Linked DNA regions of Sus scrofa: region 1 is linked to region 2. Evidence: chromatin contacts called from public promoter capture Hi-C data. All regions are on one chromosome and are shown on one strand. Each heading gives the region's core, a stretch centred on a gene start, on an enhancer-like site or on the middle of the called end of the contact. The rest is flanking DNA. Distances are from core to core; before and after follow the strand shown. Region 1 holds the start of SLC9B1 (sodium/hydrogen exchanger 9B1). Region 2 holds the start of BDH2 (3-hydroxybutyrate dehydrogenase type 2).

Region 1 (7,776 bases), core at 4,429-6,928, 82 kb after region 2:
AATTGTTTTATATATGATTTCAAATACATGTATGTATATAAATGAATAAAGTAAAAGTTTATAAAATTTAAAAAATTAAAATTAAAAAAATAAAGAAAGTACCTTTAACCAAAAGAGTGACTTCTGTAGCAGGAATTTCAGGCGTTGTGACCTGCTAGCAGAGAAGATGAGAAGAAAGGCTTACCTGCATAGGTCACATTTTATCCCCCTTAATCAGCAGCCCATCTCTGCTTTTACATATCACCCATAAGTTCCTCTACTTTAGGCCAATTCCTGCCTAGTTGTTAGAATAATCATGTTTAAGTAAGCAGGGCATTAGACTACCTAAGGGCCTGATTTAAAAGGAGACACACATGTAAACCAACTGAGAAAAGGGTTATAAGTGCTCTGACAGAAGTGAATATAGAGTATAAACACGCTTTTGGATATTGGACTAGCATGTCATGTTGGAATAAACATCTTGTCATTAGACTGCTTTTCCAGTCCCTTCCACCATGACTTTCACCTCTGTCCAAACCTAGCTTAATTTTCATGAAGGTATCATTATATGAAACCGTTAACAATCTTCATTTTTATGTCAGCCTGACTCTGGCTCACTGTATTCCCTTACTGTTTATATTCTGTTTGGACTGGATTAACTTCTACCAAAGTCAGATGGATGAACTTCCTTAGCTTATGGTAGCACCATAAACAATGCTCCTCTGGTCTCTACTTTCCCAGGCTCTGAAACTAGATTCATTCAACAAACATCACCAAAAGCCTTCAGTGAGCCAGCACATCATGGAGACTAATATTATTACCATCTTTAAGGATCTGACAGTCTGATCGAGGAAAGAGACCATTAAACAAGAGATTGAAGAACAGTATGATAAGTGCTAGGATGCAGGAAGTGTGGGGTTGCCAGGGAGCTCATAGCAGGAGCACCCATCAATCCAGGGGAGGTGCGGTTTAGGCAGAGCCTCTAGAGAAAGTAAGATCTTGACCAGGACTTGGGGGATGATTAGCAAAAGGCACGTGAGGCTGAAGGGTGGTACAGTTAGTGCTGGTTCCCACGTTCGCCGGTAGATTTTCTCCATGTAATAGGCTTTGAATACTTATTAACTAATGCAAAACATAGTCAGTATTTGTAAGGAAATGAGAATGTTGTTATAAACATTCAAGGCCCCAAAGAAGAATTAGAAGTGGAAATTCCGTGGAAATCATCGAGGAGCCCCGTAAGCCACTGCCAAGAGCCTGTTCCATTTTTCAGAGCATGTGGTGACTTCCTTCCTACCTCTCCTCGGTGGGCAGCCACCGACCAAATCTCTATGGCTCTCTGTCCAGTTGTGGTCTCTGCAGGGCTCCCTGTGAAGTCTCACGTTTGTCACCACATTGTAAGTCACAGCTGTTGTCTTGGTTGGTAATCTCAGAGTTAACGATGCGGAGGGATGACAGGCCAACCAAACTTAGCCCACCCCAACCAGCGATAGAATCCACTACCCTAACCTCCAGGTGCCTGAAAGAAGGATGTAGTACCTTATACATACGTCTGTCAGATACTTACAGTGCCTTTTTCAGTTTGTTTGTATGTTTGTCTCCTATTAAATTAACCCCTGAGGAGTGGGAGCCATATCTTAGTTACCTTTGAATCCTTAGCACTATGCGCAGGGCATGGAGCACCGTGGACACTTAATAAATGTTTATCCACTGAAACAGTGAGGAGATTCTCTTCCAGTGTCAGAAAACTACCTGTCCCACAACAGTTTAGATCTTGGTCAGTTTAATCTATCTTGGTCTCCTCGGGCTCCTACCACAATGTACCATAGATTGAGTGGCTTAAACAACAGATATTCACCTTCTCATAGTTCTGGAGGCTGGAAGTCAGGCATGAGGGTTGCCAGCATGATTGGGCGCTGATGAGGGCTGTCTTTCTAGTGTGCTGGTAGCCTCCTTCGCACTCTGTCCTCACAAAGTGGGGGAGGAAATGGGGATGGAGGAACATATGCAAGCTCTCTGGTGTCTTTTCTTAAAACATTACCAATCCAGAGTTCCCGTTGTGGCCCAGCAGGTTAAGAAGCCAACACAGTGTCCGTGAGGATGCAGGTTCAATCCCTGGCCTCACTCAGTGGGTTAAAGATCCCACGTGGCCACAAGCTGGCTCGGATCTGGCATTGCTGTAGCTGTGGTGTAGGCTGGCAACAACTCCCGACTCAACCCCTAGCCTGGAAACTTCATATGCTTGTGTGGCCCTTAAAAAAAAAAATTACCAGTCCACCGTGAGGGTAGCTTCATGACCTCATCTAATCTAATTACCTCTCAAAGGTAAATTTCCAAATATCATCACGTTGGGAGTTTTGGCTTCAACCTATGAAATTGGCGGTGAGCGCAGGTAGGACACAATTTAGTTCACAGCAAGCGTGTCATACTTCCAAGGACAGGGCTAAACAGTGTCAATTCATGTTCTTCAATACCCTTTTTTTCCTAGAGTCAGTGCCATCCATCTCCCCACTGAGGAGTTTGTTTTTAGGCAGACTGATTAGGTTTCAACTCTTTCGTTTCACATTCCAGTGTTTTTCTCTCGGGTATTAACTCCATATAACTTGATTGGATTTGAGTATCGCTAAAATGTCCTCAGTTATGTTTGCAAATGATCTCATAGTTTCTTTAAAGATAGTATTGATTATTTTTGTCTGATTACAAAAAAATACATTTTCATTGCAGAAAATTTAGAACACAAAAGTACAAGAAAGAAAACAAATTGCTTTTAATGTAAACATCCATTTTATTTGATTCTTTTAAATTTTACTCTTGCAGTTCTGGGAGACAGCTTATTTTCAGAAAGATATATCATCCACTGAATTAGTTGGGTGAAAGGCAACATAAATACTTTATATTTGACTTCTGTGAAGATAAATAGATTGAATAATTTTTATTGTATATAATGAATGCTTAGTCTTCCAAAATATGATTTATTCTTCTGTAAACACTCAAATATTCATTTTGCAATGAATAAAACAGACAAATATCTGCCTTTATGGAGCTTATGTTCTAAAATCCATTCATTCACTCACTCTAAATATACTTGTAACTTGCCTACTATGTGCCAGTTATGCTGGGTGCTGGGAAGTACAGTGATGAAAAAGATATTCAGAGATTCTGTTTGGTGGAACTTGAATTCTAGTGGGAGAGGGACTGATGGGAATACAAATATGAATAAGACATGATACTTGCTTTCAAGAACCTTACAAGGAAATAAAATATGTACAAATATCTGTAATCTAAATACATGATTCAAAACTGTTGTCAGTGAGAACTTCTTGAAGGAAGTGAGACTTGAAGAGTGGATATGATTTGGATTGTTGAGTCGATATTAGGGAGGTGAAGAAGGGAACAGCTAGATGGAGGGCTGGCATATTAGCAAAGTTTGAAAATGAAGCATGGAGTACAGTAAAGCCTGGCATTTAAAGTTGATAAAGAGAATTAGTGATAGGTTGGACTGTTAAAGTTGGCACTTAAATCATACCAAATAGATCACTGGCCAAAGTTCTACTTTTATTGAAATTATTTCAGAAGTACAGAACCATTTATATAGAAAATATTTTGGGGGGAGTTCCCGTCGTGGCACAGTGGTTAACGAATACGACTAGGAACCATGAGGTTGCGGGTTTGGTCCCTGGCCTCGCTCAGTGGGTTAAGGATCCGGCGTTGCCGTGAGCTGTGGTGTAGGTTGCAGATGCGGCTCGGATCCCGCGTTGCTGTGGCTCTGGCATAGGCTGGCAGCTACAGCTCCGATTCGACCCCTAGCCTGGGAATCTCCACATGGCGTAGGAGTGGCCCAAGAAATAGCTAAAAAAGATTAAAAAAAAAAAAAAGAAAAAGAAAATATTTTTGAATCTACTTTCATATCACTTGGTGAAAACTGCTCTCATGAAAAGGTTCTCTTTGCTCCTCAAAAGTTTTTGCTTTTAATGGCATTTACAAATATTACCAATTTAATTATTTTAACTTATTTTTTATTTTTTTTTTACCAGAAAAGAGGCTTTGGATGTTTCTCTAGATGTTTTTCAAGTGATTATTATTACATTTGCACCATATTGTCTTTAAATCAGTGGACATTATTTTTAAATGTTTCAGAACACCATATTTCTGTATGAATGTTCTATATGAATAATTTAGTCCTGTTTAACAAATGGAAATTGCTTCATGCCATTTTGGGAGCAAGTAATAGCACATGTTTCAGTTGACTACTCTAAATTAAATATGGCCCAAGCCCTCTGACCTGGTCAGAATTCCAAAACTCATGTTTGTTAATGTGCCCTCCATTTTCCTTAAAAGGAAAGGATTTGACCTCCAGCACTGTATTGCATATGGGGCACAGAGCAGAGCCCTGGAGGCCGTCAGACTCCTCTCAAAGGTCCTTCTTCCCAGTATCCTTGGGGATCTACTTGTTTTTTCCTTACCTACCATGAGAACAAAGCATTTCCTTAACCCTGTAATCACAAAAAACTGTGAGCTTTCCTAAAACAAGAGAGAAAATGACTCAGTCCTTTCTGAGCTGTCTACACCATGCTGAAGGTAGGAGGAGGTTACAGTAAAAAAGAATCTCTTGGAGTTCCCTTCGTGGCGCAGTGGTTAATGAATCCGACTAGGAACCATGAGGTTGCGGGTTCGGTCCCTGCCCTTGCTCAATGGGTTAACGATCCGGCATTGCTGTGAGCTGTGGTGTAGGTCGCAGACGCGGCTCGGATCCTGTGTTGCTGTGGCTCTGGCGTAGGCCAGTGGCTACAGCTCCAATTTGACCCCTAGCCTGGGAACCTCTATATGCCGCGGGAGCGCCCCAAGGAAATAGCAAAAAAAAAAAAGACCAAAAAAAATAATAATAAATAAAATTAAATTAAATTAAATTAAAAAAAAGAATCTCTTATTCAGTCACCCAAGAAAGAGTTGTAATTTGAGTCATATCTTAAATGATAAATAAGGAGAAAAGGAGCACTCCCGCTCCCGATAGAATGACTTTAGAAAAAACATGAAGGCAAGGAGGAATACAGTGTGTGCAGGAGAAGAGGTTGTTTGGAGTATCAGGAGAAAAAAATAGAAAAGGTCAGTTTGACTTTCTAAGTTTGGACTTTCTCCAATAACAGTTGTTTTCATCTGTTTTAGCAAGCTTGGGGATTCCATTAGAGGAAACTTGAAGACCACCTATGGGAATGAGAACCCAAAGCTTCTGGGACCATCTTTAAAAGAGCAACTCTGCTTTCCTTTGTTTCATATGAAAGGTTCCACCTAAGATTTCGTGCGAGGGAAAAAAAAAAAAAGGTTTATAGTGATAACAGGATATTGAGTGTTTACTTTGTATCAAGTCCTGTTCCAGACACTTGCCACGCATCAGTTCTTTTAGTCTCACAACACCACCACATCCTTTACAGATAAGAAAACCGAAGCTTGGGTAGATTATGTGGTCCCATAGCTATAAAGTGGCAGTGCTAAACTTTAACTCAGTCGTGACCCCAAACGCCAAGCTCTGTTAAGACTGCATTAATTTTGTTTTGATTTGTCTTTTTGCTTATTAGGGCCACACCTGTGGCATATGGAAGTTCCCAGGCTAGGGCTTGAATCAGCAGGCCTATGCCACAGCCACAGCACCATGGACCCCGAAAGCCACGTCTGCGACCTACACCACAGCTCACAGCAACACCAGATGTTAACCCACTATGGGAGGCCAGGGATCCAACCAGCATCCCCATGGATACTAGCCCTGTTGGTAACCTGCTGAGCCACACCTGGGAATTCCCAAGACTGCACTAAATTTAAGACGATTTAAGGAGCAACATGACGTGAGTTTTGACGTTACAGGGGTCGACTGTATCCCTGGACTCCTACAACAATATTGGTCTACAGTTGATCAATATTCAGAAGAGATACGGAAAGAAAAGGGCTGAAGAGACTGAAAACAACACCAGGCGGACCCAGTGAACCATAGTGCCCTCTAGCTTCCCAGATGGGGGCGGACCACGACCAATTAAACGCGTCAGCCCCGCCCCTCCAGCTCCGCCCCGTTGCTATTAGCCCCGCCCCTCGCCCGGCCACGCCCCTCTCCCGGCCCCGCCCAGACGCCGGCGTCCGAGCTGCCCACCGCGCGCTCCGAGGTCCGGCGGCGTTTGCTCCAGAGCTGCTCGAGATTTTCGCGGCGGTTGCTGGGCGTAAGGGCCGCGCCCGGGGTCGTGGAGGATGCCGAAGGAGTGGTAGGTATGGCCCAGTTTTCTGTACTCTCACCTTGGGCCCAAGTCCCGCAGCCTTTTCCTCCGTTAGTTCAGAGGCGCGTCCATCTGCCCCTTTACCCGGCGCTGGGGAACCAGCCACAGATCTTTTTCTCCCTCTCCCTGACTGGGTTCTCTCCTCCCTCACCCCACATCTCTCTTCTTTAGTCTCTCCCTTCCTCCTCCGTTTCTTTCTCTCATTTTCCCGGCATTCGCAAGGAAGAAGGAAGAGGTCAGAAAAGACTGAGTGAAAAGTTAGTTTTATTAACCGCAGACATTCACCGGTGCCGATATTAACCGGTAAATATCTACACATGAAACTTCGTGAGCTCCGGTGGTTGGAGATGGGTTCCAGGATTGATCCTGGGAAGGCTCACCTGCCTCCTCACAGGGCTCTCGCCTCGCCTATTTCTTTCAGCTTTATCACGGTGGACAAGCGCTTTAGATTGGTGCTTTCGAAGGGTCGAGGACAGTTGTACAGGTACCATGTGTCAGGCTTATCATTCAGGAGCCCTTATAAGAGTTGTACAGGCCCAAACCTGGTCACTGACGCCGCTCGGTGTGTGTCCTATAGTCGATGAAAAATCAGATGGGGTATTGGAGGGGGATGATTGGCTTGGGTGGCACCAAAAGAGGTCACACCCCACTCCCTAACGTTAATAGGGATCAGTGGTATTGTTATTTGTGCAACGGAGGTGTGGGAAATTAACACCTATTACTATCACAGATAAAGAATTCGTGCACCCGACTTTTTAGTCACCATGTGACTACAGAAAGGGTATTCCTATTTATTACCTCCCTTGAGTACTAGAATTTATTATACTGTTGACTTTTGTCAGTTGACTCTCTTAAGCTCCTGCCCAGTACCAGACAAAAGGAAAGAGGCAGGAGCAGTAATAGCAATTTATAAAGTAACATTTTTATAGCACTTCCCATTTTGTATATTTTCATATCGTCTTGTTTATACACCCTGTAAGATCGAGTTGGTTAACAGAACACCATTTTACTGACGAGGGAACTAAACACTGATATTGAGCAGTGGCTGGAAGATAGTACAATATAAGTTCAGAAAATATTTATTGAAAGAATAAATGGATGAGAATTTAAGGAGCCATGCCTTATTCGCTTTTGTATTGTCTATACTCAGAACTAAGTCGAGCAATAGTAAGCCCACAGCTGTGAGTTGGAGACGGTGAGTGGCTTGGTCAGGGACAGGAACTCATCAAGTATTTTTAGGGAATCTGCTGTTTTGCCAGGCATTGTGAATGCAGTGGTTAAAATAGACGGGCAAAATCCCTGTTCTCATGGAGCTTAAGTTGTAGCAAAGACAGAAAATAAACAGGTAAACGATATATGAACAAGGAGATTTTGGATAGTGGTGAGTGCAGTGAAGACGTAAAACAGTATGAAGTGAGAGGAACTGAGGGAGGGGTTACTTTAGATTGATTAGGGAATGCCTCTCCGAAGAGCTGACATTTCTGCTGAGACCCCAGTGATATAAAAAAGCCAACCATGGAAATATTTGGGATCAAAGCATTGC
Region 2 (6,736 bases), core at 1,108-3,607:
TCACAAAAGTGTTGTGGTCCATATATTAGTTGTTTTTTCTGTTTGTTCTTATTATGGCCCACCCCTGGCATATGGAAGTCCCAGGAGCTGTGATTTGTGCTGTAATTGCAGCAGTGCCAGATCCTTTAACCCACTGTGCCAGGCCAGGGGGTCGAACCCGTGCCTCCCTAGTGACCCAAGCCACTGCAGTCAGATTCTTAACCCACTGTGCCACAGTGGGAACTCCTACACTTGTTAAGTCAGTGTCTCTGTCAGGGCACTTCCTAGTCCTCCACCTCATTGACATCCCCCTGGGGATGTTGCCTAACTCTTACAACCTGAGTTTCAATATTGTGATGCCTGGTTGTGAAGGAATGATAGCTCATGTACTTTTAATGTGAGCTGATCACAACATAAGGATGAAAACAGTCCATAGCCTTGAGAAAATTTAGCCCACTGACAATACAGATGGTTAAGTAAATATTTGTAATACCTTGTGACTTAGGCATCTGTTATAGAATAAGCATTAGAAGATCAGTGAATGAAGGGAGGCTGGAGAAAGTTGCATCAAGAAAAAAGAATCAGGAGTTCCCGTCATGGCACAGTGGTTAACGAATCCGACTAGGAACCATGAGGTTGCGGGTTCGGTCCCTGCCCTTGCTCAGTCGGTTAACGATCCGGCGTTGCCGTGAGCTGTTGTGTAGGTTGCAGACGTGGCTCGGATCCCGCGTTGCTGCCCTGGCTAGGCCGGTGGCTACAGCTCCGATTCAACCCCTAGCCTGGGAACCGCCATATGCCGCGGGAGCGGCCCAAAAAATAGCAACAACAACAACAAAAGACAAAAAAAAAAAAAAGAATCAGAGTTGGCCTTGATAAGAGAACTCTTGTGTTCATAAAATATCTATTCCAAAAACCCTCAAAAGTCAAAGAAAAGGCATTGATAATAAAGCAAGGAGGTTATGTGGTTACAGATAATTAGACTCAACACTAGAAACTACAGTGAGAAAAGGAGGTTCAATTACCAAAGAAATATGCAGAAACTAGGTTAGAGTTTTAAAAAATTAAGGGTGATATTTGCCATCTATTATAATTGATTTTTAATGTTTGTTAATCACAATTAACATTTACTAAGTACAAGTAACATTGTGCTGATGGTTTAACATGCCAAGTCCTTCCTCCTCACAATATCCCTGAGGTAGGTGCTGTAATTATTTTACAGATGAGAAAACTGAGGTTTGTAGAGTTAAGTGATTTACTTAGCTAGTGAGGGAAAGTAGCACAGTTTTGACTCCACAGTCTTTGTTCTGAGCCACTGTGATCATTATAAATACTCTTAGCTCCAAGAACAAAAATATGATCTAAAGTTTGTTTTTCACATATAAGAAGTCCAGAGGAGTTAGCCTAAGGCTGTTATCTTGGAGCTGTCTTCAAGGAACCCTGTGCTTTCTCTCACCCTGTTGTCTTTAATGTATGCTTCTGACCTCACACCAAAGTCACAACACGGCTGCCATGTCCCTAGGCCTTGTATTGCCTTACACAGGAAAAGAAGGTAAGGTCAAAGTCAAAAGCCTTTCAGAGAAGCCTTACCTTTCTATCCAAGAGAGAAGCCCTCTGAGATTTCAGCCCACATTTCATTGGCCAGCTCTAGCAGCAAAGAAGGCTAGGAATTTGAGAGTTTTTTTCCCAGGCTTTACAAAATAAAAGGCAGGGTAGAGAGAGGTGGGTGGGTGCTGAGTGGGCCTACTTAAATAGCACATGCACAAAAGAGCCTGAACAATCACTGGGCTCAATTACACACTTGATGAAGTATGAGTTACTAAGCCTCATAGAGAAGGTTCACATGATCCAGTTCGTCCTTTTCATTCTGATATTTCTTGTTCTCTTAGAGTCAAACTTGATTTTTTTGCCCTTACTCAACAGGTACTTTGAAGTTTCCTAGATATACCCCACATGGTACACCCAGGATGCCTGCATTCTGCCACTAAATATGTATTAGTGTCAGACTGTGTATGACAAAATAACCATATCTTAAAAACACACGAGGATTTTTGTTTCCGTCCCTCAAAACAATCCAGGTCAAGGGCCAGGAAGAAAAGCTCCAGTACCTTCGATGACCCAGATTCTTTCTGTTTTGTTGCTAACTTCCACATGAAATGTCTGGCTCGTCCAATCGTGAATGTCCCCAGAGCTGCATATAGTCATTGCAAATAAAAGAGAAGGGTTTAGGTAAATTTGGTGAAGAAAATGATTTCCACATTCTAAGAGAGCAATAAGATGCTTTTCCACTTTTCACTAAGTACTTGGAGTTAACAGTTCTACCTTAGCCCCACTAGATGGCAGCATATAACATATAAAGTATGTGCATGTGCGTGCCCTTTTCTAAAAACTGGAGCAGTCTTAACTACAAATCCCAGGATGCATTATTGGGTACATGACTTCCTTCTGCACAAAGGTCTTAAGTTTGTTGTGCGCAGTGCAGTGTGATTTGGAGGACGCCATCACTTTGCCGCTCTAAAGTAAGATATTTATGTTTTAAGTGAAACTTGGAACTGGGAAAAGAAGAGGTTTAATTGTCAGATATCTATTACTTTGTTCTGCGCATTACTTTTCAAGATAATTTTAGTAAGAATCAGGATAGGGATGGGTTTTTAACAGGTTTGAAACTCAGAGTTGCCAAAGAAGAGAGGATTTTATAGTGTCTGTAAATGGGGGTTTTTTTCCTGGCTAATGAAGATAGAGTTTCTGAAAACTCTGTTTGTGTCTCTGCTAATCAAAAATTAACACCTTGGGAGTTACGGTCAAGGTGCAACAGAAACGAATCCGACTAAGAACCATGAGGTTGCAGGTTCGATCCCTGGCCTCAATCAGTGGGTTAAGGATCCGGCATTGCTATGAGCTGTGGTGTAGGTAGCAGACTCAGTTTGGATCTGGGATTGCTGTGGCTGTGGTATAGGCTGGCGGCTGTAGCTCTGATTCATCCCCTAGCCTGGAACCTCCATATGTCACAGGTGCGGCCCTAAAAAAGCAAAAAAAAAAATAAAAAAATAACACTTTGATTCCAAAATTTAGAGTAAGAAGTCTATCTTGTCTGGTTTTCACATTGTATTTACTGAAAGTTTCCTCATCTCACCAAATGATTGCACTCGTTTTTTCAAGTAAATCCATTTTAGTGTGATTCTGCAGTTTTATCTAGTAGTAAGGCTTTGGCTCCAAAATCTGGTCCCAGAAAGACAGAGAGGACAGCTAGGGGGAGGTTTTCAGAGTGAGTAAAAGGACTGCTCTTTGCTTCAGCAGTTGTTTAGTAAGTGCTTCTCAGGGTGTCAAAGATTCCCAGGGAAACCTTTGGCATTTGCCTCCACAGTGCCATGGGCCAAAAGTCACTAATAACAGTAGCGTAAAATAACTTTTTAATACAACATACTCAAGATTGGGGGAGGGAAGATTAATGGGGGGGGGTCTCTTACTTCCTAAGTTATTGAATACATTTCTCAATGCTTACCCTGTTTTAAGTGAAAATATATACTCGTATATGGGAAAAAAAAAAAGTAAAAATTCATTTCATCAGAGTAGGTCAGGCACTGTGAAAGACCAGCTTCCCCGTCAACACAAGAACATCGGTGAAGTCGTAAACTCGTCGCTGGAGTCAGTTCTGGGACGCATTGTTAGTCCGGGGCCCTCTGAGAAGCTGACTCCAAGACAGAGTTAAACACGCCTGGGTTTTATTAGGGGAAATGTGGGGTGAGAGAAAATGAGGGAACCAGATAAGGCTCGGAGCGCCGATGAACCACGAGGGCAGTGGGCCGGCAAAGGAAGGAGCGTGGGACGCCGGGCTGGGCTGATGGGCGCATCCTGCGGGGTCCTGCAGTTTCTGGGAGGGTCCATGAGGCCGGCGGGAGGGACTCGGTGTGTCCCAGAAATAGGTCTGGCTTAGTATTGAGGCCGCTCTCCGACACCAACTGGAAATGACCAGGGGGAAGTAGCCTCGGCACAAACTCAGCGATGGGTTTGAGAGCGCAGCGCCGGCCTCCTGGTCGGTTACCGGGTCCCTGTTCTACAGGCTCCTGGTGCCGCGTGGGGTTTAGAGAGTTCCGCTGGGTGTGCGAGGACCGCAAGAGGAACACCAGGACCGCAGGTCTTCTCGCTCGAACCCACAATCAAGAGGCCTCAGTATGAATTCACAGCCGTGAAACTCTGGGCAAAACACATTATCTCTTTGAGGTTAGTGCGCTGGTGACCAAGCCCTGTGTCATCTCTTAAACAGTCCCCCTCCACCCCTGCTCTCCATACTTGCTGTTTCTCCACCAATCTCTGCGCTACTGAAGCCCAGAGCTTGGAAGGAAACCTCCCTGCTCACACCTGCTGGCTCCGTCCCTAGACTGTTCTCCACGTGAGCTTTCTAGAATGTACACCTGATCGTGTCATGCTCTTTCCATAAATCCTTTCGTGCCCATTGCACAGAGGAGTAACTAGCTCTCAGCCTGGAGAGCTTGAAAGCCAGAGCACACTGGGTAGGGCAAAGTCAAGTTTGGCCAAAGAGAGCAGAGAGATAAGTTCAAAAGATGTGACTGAATCACAAGAGCCATCCAGGCAAGGCTGCTAGCTACCTGTACTTTATCAGGCAGGTAACTGAGCAGACTGTGGAGGTTATTTTGTACATGAACAAAACTCCTACTCTTAGCCTCTGCTGCCAGAGCTGACCAATGAACATAGGCTGGAATTTCTAAGAAGGGCTTCCTTCTTCAATAGAAAGGCGAGGCCTCCGCAAGACTTTTGGCCTTTGCTCCTTTCCTTCTTTTTGCCTGGAACACAGATCTGATTGGACATAGCAGCCATTTTCTGCCTGGTGTGTGGTCAGAGACACACTAAGAACCAAAGGGTGAGAGAAGGGACCTGGTTCCTTGCAGACAGCCTCATTTGACCATCATTTGACTCTTCACTTTTCCTCGTCACTAGCCATTCCTCTCACCCTGAATCTACAATCCAAATGCTGGCCAAATATCTCCTGCACATCACATTTCCCCCATGTCAGAATTTCTCAGTCCTCGCTTTAAAAATTACTGATTGTGTCTGTTGAAGTGTTCCTACCGAATGCTTCAACTTTAAAGAAGATCAACAGTGTTGGCGAGTGGAATGTTCACACAGCAAGAGTCAGGAGGCCTGAGTTTAGTTTCTGGCTCGGCTGGTTGACCAGTCCTGTACCGTGGGCAATTCACATCAGTTCTCTCATCTGTAAAATGGGGGCATTGGACATGGTCTGACTTTCCAACTCTTTTTTTTTTTTTTTAATGATTTTCTGAGGACAACTGTGAAATCTTCCCAAGGGTTATGAAAAAACACAGACAATTAATAGTGCAAACCCCAACAAAGTTTCCAAGAGAAGACGGAAGCAGCAGCCCCAGACAGTCAGGACACATCGGGGCACGACCGTGTATCAGTGTGTGCAGGAATGGAGTCCCTCTAGGGCGGAAGGAAGGACTCCACTCCTGCTCTCTCGGCACCAGAGGCTGTCCTCTTGGGGAACTGAAGGAGTCTAACAGGGGATTAGAGGCTGATGTCTGTCTGTCACCAGTTAGCCCTACAGTGGGTTTTTCATAGCAAAGCTAGCACTGAAAGAAGGCATTCTCGGAGAATGATGGGAATATTCTCAAGTGGTGGAAATATTTGTACAGCAGTACTGTCTTTGGGTTCTTAAAGGAGGGCATTGAACTCGTCCTTCTAGATGTTACTGCACACGGCCATGCCTACAGTAAAAGCCATTAATAACACACCTTCGTGTTAAACCACAGGTTCAATTATGGGTCGACTTGATGGGAAGGTCATCATCCTGACAGCCGCTGCTCAGGGGATCGGCCGGGCAGCTGCCTTGGTAAGTTATCTCCTGTTATTTTCTTGCTAACTTTTGAGGTATTGAATTGTGTGGACAGATTCCATGGTCATTTAATCCGCTCTTTTTTTTTTTTTTTTTCTTTTGTGCGTCTGTTGTCTTAAGTTGAAAAAAGAAGGTAGCGACTCCTGACCCCACATAGATGAAGGAATGAATATACTTGACATGCTTATTAGGCGACATCACTAATCAACTTGGACTCTGAGAAACTTACCTCTCTGCCTCAGTTTCTCTGCACCATAATACATTTACTGCAGGGGTCCTACAGGAGTGCACAGCTTTCTGAAATTATGTCCATTCAGATATAGAACTCCAGAGTTATGAGACTATCAATTTACTTGAAAATTTGAGATTCCACGTATTTTATAAGGAAACGGCAATGAAAATAAGATAAGAGGGAAAGGCTAAATGACTTTCAGTCATGAGAGTGGTTTAACCAAGTAAACAAAGGATTTATTTGTGCATTGTGTCTACCAGGCTTTTGCAAGAGAAGGTGCCAAAGTCATAGCCACAGATATCAATGAGTCCAAACTTCAGGAACTGGAAAACTACCCAGGTAAGCAACTCAACAGCTTGAACCTGCGATTCAGAGTCTACAAGGGATTATAAAGTGTTAGTAGTACTGACATGTTGAAAAAAAATTCCTTAGCTGTTCAATTCTACTGGCCCGATTCTACAAACCTACAGACAAGTCTGTATAATGCAATGTATAAACAAAATTTTCAAGATATATACTTAAAATTTTTATTTATCCAACATGTTGAAGGGTTCAGTAGCTAATTACAAAATCCTCTGTGAATATTTCAGTCTTTTTTTAGGGCTACACCTGAGGTATATGGACGTTCCCAGGCTAGGGGCTGAATTGGAGCTGTA

Evidence for each region. Promoter capture Hi-C pulls out the DNA fragments that hold promoters and counts their contacts.
Region 1: a contact with region 2 is called in a promoter capture Hi-C map of liver, with 5 times the contacts expected there. The contact joins the promoter of SLC9B1 here to the promoter of BDH2 in region 2. A contact is called at or near these places in 1 of 5 promoter capture datasets (liver) and 5 of 47 Hi-C or Micro-C datasets (embryonic fibroblasts, fetal heart ventricle, liver and 1 more).

Annotation. Positions count from the first base shown.
Region 1 is chr8:118,046,413-118,054,188 of Sscrofa11.1, forward strand. It overlaps SLC9B1 (sodium/hydrogen exchanger 9B1), which reads left to right and starts at 5,679. Exons shown (of 13, transcript XM_013989374.2): 1 at 5,679-6,221. SLC9B2 (mitochondrial sodium/hydrogen exchanger 9B2) reads left to right here. Exons shown (of 11, transcript XM_021100729.1): 11 at 1-3,018.
Region 2 is chr8:117,967,556-117,974,291 of Sscrofa11.1, forward strand. BDH2 (3-hydroxybutyrate dehydrogenase type 2) reads left to right here and starts at 2,358. Exons shown (of 10, transcript XM_003129285.5): 1 at 2,358-2,495; 2 at 5,766-5,845; 3 at 6,341-6,419. The coding sequence starts at 5,774.